3 separate regions of the Sus scrofa genome follow, and regions 2 and 3 are each linked to region 1. The links are chromatin contacts, called in public Hi-C and HiChIP or PLAC-seq maps. All regions are on one chromosome and are shown on one strand. The core of a region is the stretch at or near the end of the contact, and the rest is flanking DNA. Distances in the headings are between cores, read along the strand shown.

The links. Hi-C and Micro-C count contacts between places; a contact is called where the count stands out from the background. HiChIP or PLAC-seq counts read pairs in DNA pulled down with a chosen protein or histone mark.
Region 2: an H3K27ac HiChIP or PLAC-seq map of alveolar macrophages shows a contact between it and region 1. The contact joins the promoter of MRAS here to the promoter of PIK3CB in region 1. A contact is called at or near these places in 1 of 5 promoter capture datasets (liver), 2 of 47 Hi-C or Micro-C datasets (retroperitoneal adipose tissue and skeletal muscle) and 1 of 2 datasets of contacts at active chromatin or transcription factors (alveolar macrophages).
Region 3: a Hi-C map of heart right ventricle shows a contact between it and region 1, with 3 times the contacts expected there. The contact joins the promoter of NME9 here to the promoter of PIK3CB in region 1. A contact is called at or near these places in 1 of 5 promoter capture datasets (liver) and 3 of 47 Hi-C or Micro-C datasets (embryonic fibroblasts, heart right ventricle and psoas muscle).

Annotation. Positions count from the first base shown.
Region 1 is chr13:79,609,545-79,612,244 of Sscrofa11.1, reverse strand. It overlaps PIK3CB (phosphatidylinositol 4,5-bisphosphate 3-kinase catalytic subunit beta isoform), which reads left to right and starts at 1,405. Exons shown (of 25, transcript XM_021069526.1): 1 at 1,405-1,694.
Region 2 is chr13:79,136,070-79,138,769 of Sscrofa11.1, reverse strand. MRAS (ras-related protein M-Ras) reads right to left here and starts at 1,281. Exons shown (of 7, transcript XM_021069517.1): 1 at 1,150-1,281.
Region 3 is chr13:79,113,652-79,116,351 of Sscrofa11.1, reverse strand. It overlaps NME9 (thioredoxin domain-containing protein 6), which reads left to right and starts at 1,393. Exons shown (of 12, transcript XM_021069506.1): 1 at 1,393-1,969; 2 at 2,304-2,340.

The DNA.
Region 1 (2,700 bases), core at 156-2,655:
GGATTAGTGTTTTAATTTGCTTTTCCATGACTATTAGTGAAATAAGTGTTTTTTAATGAACGATTTGGATTTTCTCTTCCATCCATTATCTGCTTGTATACTTTGCCCATTTTTAAAAAACACTGGGCTATTTGGCTTTTTTAAAAGTCCATTTATAGAGACTCCTTTATGTTAAAGATACAGTGTGTCTGTCATATGTTTTGTGCAGTTTTATTCTTTTTTTTTTTTTTTTTTTTTTTTTGTCTTGTTAGCGTGTGATATCATGTAAAATATTTAGGTAGAATTTTTTTTTTCCTCTTTGATGATTCTGGGCTTTCTGTCTTGCTTTAAGTTTCCCCTCACTAATATTATATTACCACTCTTTAAAAATTTTACTTGAAGTCTTTGTCTTGTCTATTTTTATGTCTTTAACTCTTCTGGAACATATTTTTGAATATGGTATCATTCTATATTTGAATTATTACGAATAACCAATTACAGCAGGATCATTGATCATATAAACTATTCTTTTGTCACCAACTTTTTTGCTACCTTTGCTTTATATTAGGTGCACTTGAGATTCCATCCCAGACTATTAAACTAATTTGCCTGAGCTATTACAGTAGCAGTAAGTTACAACAATTTTACCATAAGTTAAAATTCTTATTTTACCGTATTTTATTTTTTTAGGTTTTTATTTTTTCTGTCATATGTGATTTACATTGTTCTGTCAATTTCTGCTGTACAGCAAAAATTTTTGTTTTCAATAATGAAATTCAAGTGTGCCAACAAAAGAGGACTGTGAAACTTCCCCGGTTGAGGTCAAAGATAACAGGAGATAAGATATGCGAACAAGGCTCGGGTAAACTGTAAGACTGCATCCAAATGTTGTTATCGCAAAAATGAACACACAGAAAAATAATCTTGGGCTTGGAAGTCTGGATTTTTGCTTTTATGACCAGTGCAGGGATTGAAGGTCCAGTTGTGGGGCATCCCACCTAACGACCCCACCCACAGAACAGAAGTGACGAAAAGGAGGAGGGAAAAGCAAAGTACAGTGCCCAAGAACCGAAAGAACGGTCCAGTCGCAGAACTGGGGAAAGTGACTGGGAAGAGAAGGCCAGCAAGGAAATCTAGGAAGAGAAGGGTCTCTCGGAGGCGGCTACGAAGGCCCAGGGCAGGTGGTAGCTCTCTCTTTAAAGGCAACTTGCTGGGGATTCCCGATCCCGAGTCCTCCGGGAGCCGCAAGCAGGAGCGGAACTGCTGCACAGCAGCGCCGATGCTGGGAGGTAGCTGGAGAGGGCTGAGCGGCGGTTCCGCCCATCTACCCGCTCTACTGGCCCGGCCCGGCACGACCTAGCCCGGCCCAGCCCGGCCCGCAGATCGGGGATTGGCCAGAGCGGCGCGCGGGGCGGGGCGGGGGCTGCCGGTAGGCGGGCCTGGGAGGCGGGCCTGGGAGGCGGGCGCGGGCGCGCGGGCGCGGGCGCAGCACGGCGGCGGCGCGCGCGTGCTCCGTGAATCGGTGGTTCAGCGGCGGCGAAGGCGGCGGAGCGGGCCATGGCAGTGGGCGGCGGGCTAGTGTAGCGCTGCGCGAGTCAGGCGGGCGGGGACTGAGACGGGGATGGGGGTGCTGCAGCTGGACGGTCGCGGTGGCCTGGGCTGCTGACCGCGCACCCGGAGCCGGGAACCGGCGGCGGCGGCGGAGCCCCGGGCAGGTGAGTGCGACGACGCGGGACCCGGATGCGGCGGGGCTGAGGGGCGGCGCGGTCGAGGCGGGCCGCCGAGGTGCCCCCGCGCGGCCCGGCGGCGCGCTCTTGCCCGCCGCAGCCTGCGGCGCCCGTGACTCTGGTGCCAGCGCCGCGCTTCCTGTCCGCGCGGAGGACACCGGCCCTCCAGCCCGCTGGGGCGCCTCGCTCGCCTGCGGCCCTCCCGGGGTTCTCCGAGGTGCGGCGCTTCCCGGCCTCCGGGCGGCATAGACGCGGCCGGGTGTCCCGGGCTGCCGGCACTTTGGGTCCGGTTTCTGAGGGACTTCTCGGGGAGAGGCGGCGTCCTCGCCCCCTGCGTCCGTGCGGACACCCGCGAGCTCCCGACCCTCAGGTGCCTTTTTGCGTTGAGTGTATTTTAGGGGCGGGCATCCTGGAATGCTGGGGGTATAGTCGTATTTTCAAATCCCAGCGCCGCCACTGACCAGCCCTGGGGCCTTGGACTAAAGTATCCGGGTTTGTATATGGGAATAATTATGCGTACTTCACAGGGTTGTTGTGAAGCTAGGACAGGATGATGTGCATGACCAAACAGCAAGTGCTTGGTCAGTGGTAGGCTGTTAGGAGAAACTCTGCTGCAGCATCTTCCTTGGTTGGCTATTGCTGATTCCTGGCTGCGGGTGCGGGTGTACCTTTGGGGGCACATTTATTTCCGACGTGCCTTGATGTTGCAGTAACCTCCACTGAAGTTACTTTAATTGGAGCCTGTTATCTTAGAGCTAAAACAGAATCCTACAGTCTCATCCTGGAGTCTCTTTTCTTGCTAAGGCTGCCTTGGAATACCTGTCTCAGGTACTGAGTGGAAATTACTGTTGAAATAAAACCCAACGATTTTAGGATTCGCTTCGATGAAAGATGGTGGGTCACATTCAACTTGAAGTACTTTGTTTAAATAATCTTAAGTGACACTTAAGCTCTGTCACTTGTTACAGAGTATAAACAGAATATGGAAACAGAC
Region 2 (2,700 bases), core at 32-2,531, 470 kb after region 1:
CTCAGGACATTTCATGTAAGTGGAATCATACATGTGGTCTTTTGTAACCCAGCTTCCTTCACTTGGCAAGATATTTTCAAGGTTCATCCACGTTGCGGCATGTAGCAATACTTCATGCCTTTTTGTGACTGAATAGAATTCCATTGTGTGGGTACCCCACATGTCATCTTTCATCAGCTGAAGAACAGTTAGGTTGATTGCATTTGGGGGCTATTATGAATACAGCTGCTATGAACTTTGTGGGCAAGTCTTTGTATGAACACTTTCATTTCTGTTGGGTATATACCTCAGAATAGAATTGTGGGTTATATGCTAACTACGCATAACATTTTGAGGAGCCCCCACACTGTTTTCCAAAGCGACTGCACAATTTTTTATTCTGACCAACCATGTATAAGCGTTCCATGCCTCCACATCCTTGCTAACACTTGGTATCATGTCTTTTTTATTATAGCCATGCTATTGGAGAGTAACGGGGAGCGGTATCTCATTGTAGTTCGACGTCATTTTTGAGGACCTTCTTTTAGTAGGACATCATCGCGGAGGTGACTTGGAACCAGGTTTGCACATCCAGGGAAGCCATTCATTTTGAGAGCTTCACCCACCACCCCAGGCCTGGGGGAACCTTGCTGCCCTGAGTCCTTCATGCCATGCTTGGGACTCCCAATCTGATGCCAGTTTCTTTTCTTTTTCTTTTTTTCTTTTTTTCTTTTTGTCTTTTTGCACTTTCTAGGCCCGCTCCCTCAGCATATGGAGGTTCCCAGGCTAGGGGTCGAATCGGAGCTATAGCCACCAGCCTACGCCAGAGCCACAGCAACACGAGCCACCTCTGCAACCTACACCACAGCTCAAGGCAACGCTGGATCCTTAACACACTGAGCAAGGCCAGGGATGGAACCTGCAACCTCATGGTTCCTAGTCAGATTCGTTAACCACTGAGCCACGACAGGAACTCCCTCTTTTTCTTTTTCTTTTTCAAATCATTTTTAGGGCCGCACCTGCAACATATGAAAGTTCCCATTCTAGGGGTCGAATCCGAGCTACAAATGCTGGTCTCTGCCACAGCCACAGCCACGCCAGGGCATTGCAGTAAAACTTTCCTCCAGAACTCCCTACCTCATTGTGGTCCCTGAGGGTTCAAGGTCTTACCTTTAGACATCAGGAGAACACAGGCCCACCCCACCCAGCCAGTGGACCAAGATTCAGGGCCTTCTGACCCCAGGGCCTCCACTCTTTCCTTCTGTCTTGTGGCCTCAGCAGCAGGTCAGTTGTGTGTGTGTTTGGTGTTGGGAAAGCGGGAGAAGGTGAAGAAAACACAAGCGCTCGTCTCAGTCCCATTCGGGCCTGTGGCTGGAATCACTCTTTTGCAGACTGTGGAGCACCAACCAGGGGTTAGCAGAAGAGGCTCACCCCACCCCCAGGCCCATTCTTCCCTCAGCTGACCTTTCTTCTGTGCCAAGTACAAGGCCTTTCTTCCCCCAGGCTGCCCTGATCTGGTGCCAAGAACTATGTAGTCTTCTCTCAGGGTTGTCATGTCTTTACCAATCAGGTTCAGACATTTCTTTTTTCTTTTCTTTTCTTTTTTTTTTTTTTTTTTTTTTTTTGTCTTTTTAGGGCTGCACCCACAGCATATGGAGGTTCCCAGGTTAGGAGTCCAATCGGAGCTGTTGCTGCCAGCCTACACCAGAGCCACAGCAATGCCAGATCCGAGCAGCATCTGTGACCTACACCACAGCTCACAGCAACGCCGGATCCTTAACCCACTGAGCGAGGCCAGGGATCGAACCCGCAACCTCGTGGTTCCCAGTCAGATTCGTTTCCACTGGGCCATTATGGGAACTCCAGGTTCAGCCATTTCTCATCTTCAGTTCTCCCTGCACCCGCCACACCCAAGATTTTTTTCTGTGATGCTTGTGGTCTATCCTTCACATTGGTTCCCTCTTGCTCTCTGCAGCCAGAAGAGCAGTTTTCAATCAATTTCCCATTCATGGCCAAACTTCTCCAACCCGCTTTTTTTTTAATTAATTAATTAATTTTGGGGTGGGGGCCTCACGTGTGGCATATGGAAGTTCCCAGACTAGGGTTCAGATCGAAGCTACAGCTGCCAGCCTACACCACAGCCACAGCAACGTGGGATCCAAGCTGCATCTGCAACCTACACTACAGCTCACAGAAACACCAGATCCTTAATGCACAGAGCAAGGCCAAAGATTAATCCCAAGACCTCATGGATACTAGTCAGGTTCTTAACCTTCTGAACCACAACGGAAACTCCAAAAGTTTTTGATCATTTGTTTTTCTCCCTTTGGTCACTTGCAGTGAGTGACTTTTAAACATTTTGGCCTGCAACCTATAGGAACAAAGAGGTTTGGCATTGTAAACCAAAACATGTGCATATACACCGCTGAAACAAAAATTTCAAGAAACAATACTTACTATTACTACATACGATGTACTCTGACTTGCTCTACACTGTTTCATTAGAAAATGCTAGCGAGACCTACTAAATTGATTTCATACCCCACTAATGGGCTGTGACCTACAGTTTGAAAAACTCTGAACCCCATTTTGACACCTAGAGTCTCAGCATAGCAACATGATAAAAATTTGTCAAGGAAGAAAAGTCCAAAATTCCCAACTTGGCTCAGCAGTGATGAACCCAACTAGTATCCATGAGGACAGGGGTACGATCCCTGGCCT
Region 3 (2,700 bases), core at 144-2,643, 500 kb after region 1:
ACAAAATAGCTTGCTGGAATTTTGATTGGAATTATGTTTAATCTATTGATCATATTGGCAAAAACTGATGTGTTAACAAAATATTGATTCTTCCTATCCTCACACATGGAATATCTCTCTGTTTATTTAAATCTTTCAGATTTCTTTCATCAGCTATTATTGACTTCTGGTTTAATTCCATTGTGGTCTGAGAACATAACCTGTATGACTTCTATTCTTTTAAATTGGTTAGGATACGTTTTACCATCTGGAATGTGGCCTTTCTCGATGAATGTTCCATGTGAACTTAAGAAGGATCTGTATTCTGTACTTGTTAGAGGAAGTACAGCATAAATGTTGATTAGATCAAGTTGATTGATGTTATTGCTCAGTTCAACTTTTTCCTTGCTCATTATCTGCCTGCCCTATTTACTCATTTCTTTTCTTTTCTTTTCTTTTTTTTTTTGTCTTTTTGCCTTTTTCTAGGGCCGCTCCCGTGGCATATGAAGGTTCCCAGGCTAGGGGTCTAACCGGAGTGGTAGCCACCAGCCTACGCCACAGCCATAGCAACACGGGATACGAGCCGTGTCTGCAACCACAGCTCAAAGCAATGCCAGATCCTTAACCCACTGAGCAAGGCCAGGGATTGAACCTGCAACCTCATGGTTCCTGGTCAGATTCGTAAACCACTGCGCCATGACAGGAACTCCCCCTATTTATTCATTTCTTAAAGATACGGGGTTGAAATCTTCAATTATAATAGTGGGTTTGTTTTTTTTTTTTTTCTTTGCATTTCTATCAGTTTTTGTCTCAGTATTTTGATGCTCTGTTGATAAGTACATACACAGTTAAGTATTGTTATGTCTTCCCGGAGAACTGACGTCTTTAACATTACGTAATGCCCTCTCTTCATCCTTGATAAATTTCCTTGTTCTAAAGTCTCATTGCCTGAAGTTAATATAGCTACTCCAGCTTTCTTTTGATTACTGTTAGCATGGCATAGCTTTCTCCACTTCTTTACTTTTAACTCTGTCTTTAAAACAAAACAAAACAAAGCAAAAAAACACACACCTTTTAAATCTGTTTTATATTTAAAGTGGATTTCTTGGAGTTCCCGTCATGGCTCAGTGCTTAACACACTCAACTAGCATCCATGAGGACGTGGGTTCCATCCCTGGCCTTGCTCAGTGGGTTAAGGATCTGGCGTTGCCTTGAGCTGGGTGTGAGTCGAAGATGTGGCTCGGATCTGGCGTTTCTGTGTCTGTGGTGTAGGCCGGAGGCTGCAGCTCCAATTCGACCCATAGCCTGGGAACCTCCATATGCCAAGGGTGTGACCCTAAAAGACAAAAAAAAAAAAAAAAAAGTGGATTTCTTATAGACAACACACACTTGGGTCTTTTTTTTAAATTTCCCTAGCAATTTCTGTCTTTTAATTGGTATTGATCATTTGTACCACATTTGCAACTGTTTTCTATTTGCTCCACTTTACTTTCATACTGAATTTGGAATTTGTAATTTTGTATTCTTTGTCTTAAAGAGAACCTCTTCAGATTCCTCAAAACCTGGAGCCATCCCTGCCCAGCATGTATTAAGTAACAATAGAAATGCTGTATGCCAGTCCTGGTGGGGCAGAAGAGATGCAGGAATTCGAGAATGCCCCTGTACAGTACATGAATGCAGCAGGTCTTTGCCTGGTGTGTCCAAATGTCTCAGACACAGACAAACACTTCAGTCAATGAAAGCATTCCCACAGTCCAATTCTGACAGCAAGGGGCGGGACTCCTTCCTGCCTTTCCATTGGGCCCAGAGTGGGCGTGGCTTATGTGTACTCTTGTTTATTACCCGGTAGCCTTAGCACTGCGCTTTGTTGCCATGACGACCGTGGCTGGGTTGCTGCAGAGTCTGCTGGAAACTCTCGCTGCAGGTTGAGGACCGGTACCTGTTTGCAGTGGCTTAGTTCCCCAGGAATAAATTAGAACAGCACCACAAGGTTCAAAAATTGGCCTTTTTCCGCTAGAATTCCCCTGCGGACGCTGTGATGCCTGACAGGCCCCTGAACTCACGCGCCCCTTGGCCAGCTCCAGGGTGGGGAAGGGGCTCCTCAAATCTGCCTGGGGGCAGCAAGCTCCGCTTCTCCCATGGGTGGGGGGGTTCATTTTGCATCGTTGCGTTTCTTTGCTGCCACTCATAATTAACTTAAAGGGGAGGGTGGTAAGGGGCTTTGTCTGAAGGAGGTTTTTGGCTTGCTGATCCACACAGCGTTTTCTCAATAGATTGCTGCCAAATGGTCTGAGCCCTCAGTAACAGAGCTTCTGTCTTTGCAGAGCCATGGGTAGCAAGAAGAAAGAAATTGCCCTGCAGGTAAGCCTCAAAGGGGAGCTTGCTTTCAGCATTTGATATAGGATTGGTTCGGGGTGAGGGTGAAGAGAATGATGCGGAGTGATATAAAAATGATACTCTGCTGGTAGTATGTGACAGACTGTGTTCTTGAACTTGAATATTGCACCTTTATGTCTTAAAGAGAAAAAAACTTATATTGGACCTCTAGTAATGACAGATATTTTGTGCACTTAAATATAAGAAAACATAAACTTGGGTATAAGTTGTTTATGCTTATAGTGTTTATGCAACTATAAAACCAAAACATGAATTAAAATAAAACTCTCCTGCTCTTCAGCACAGGGAACTATACCCAGTCACTGGTGACAGAACATGATGGAG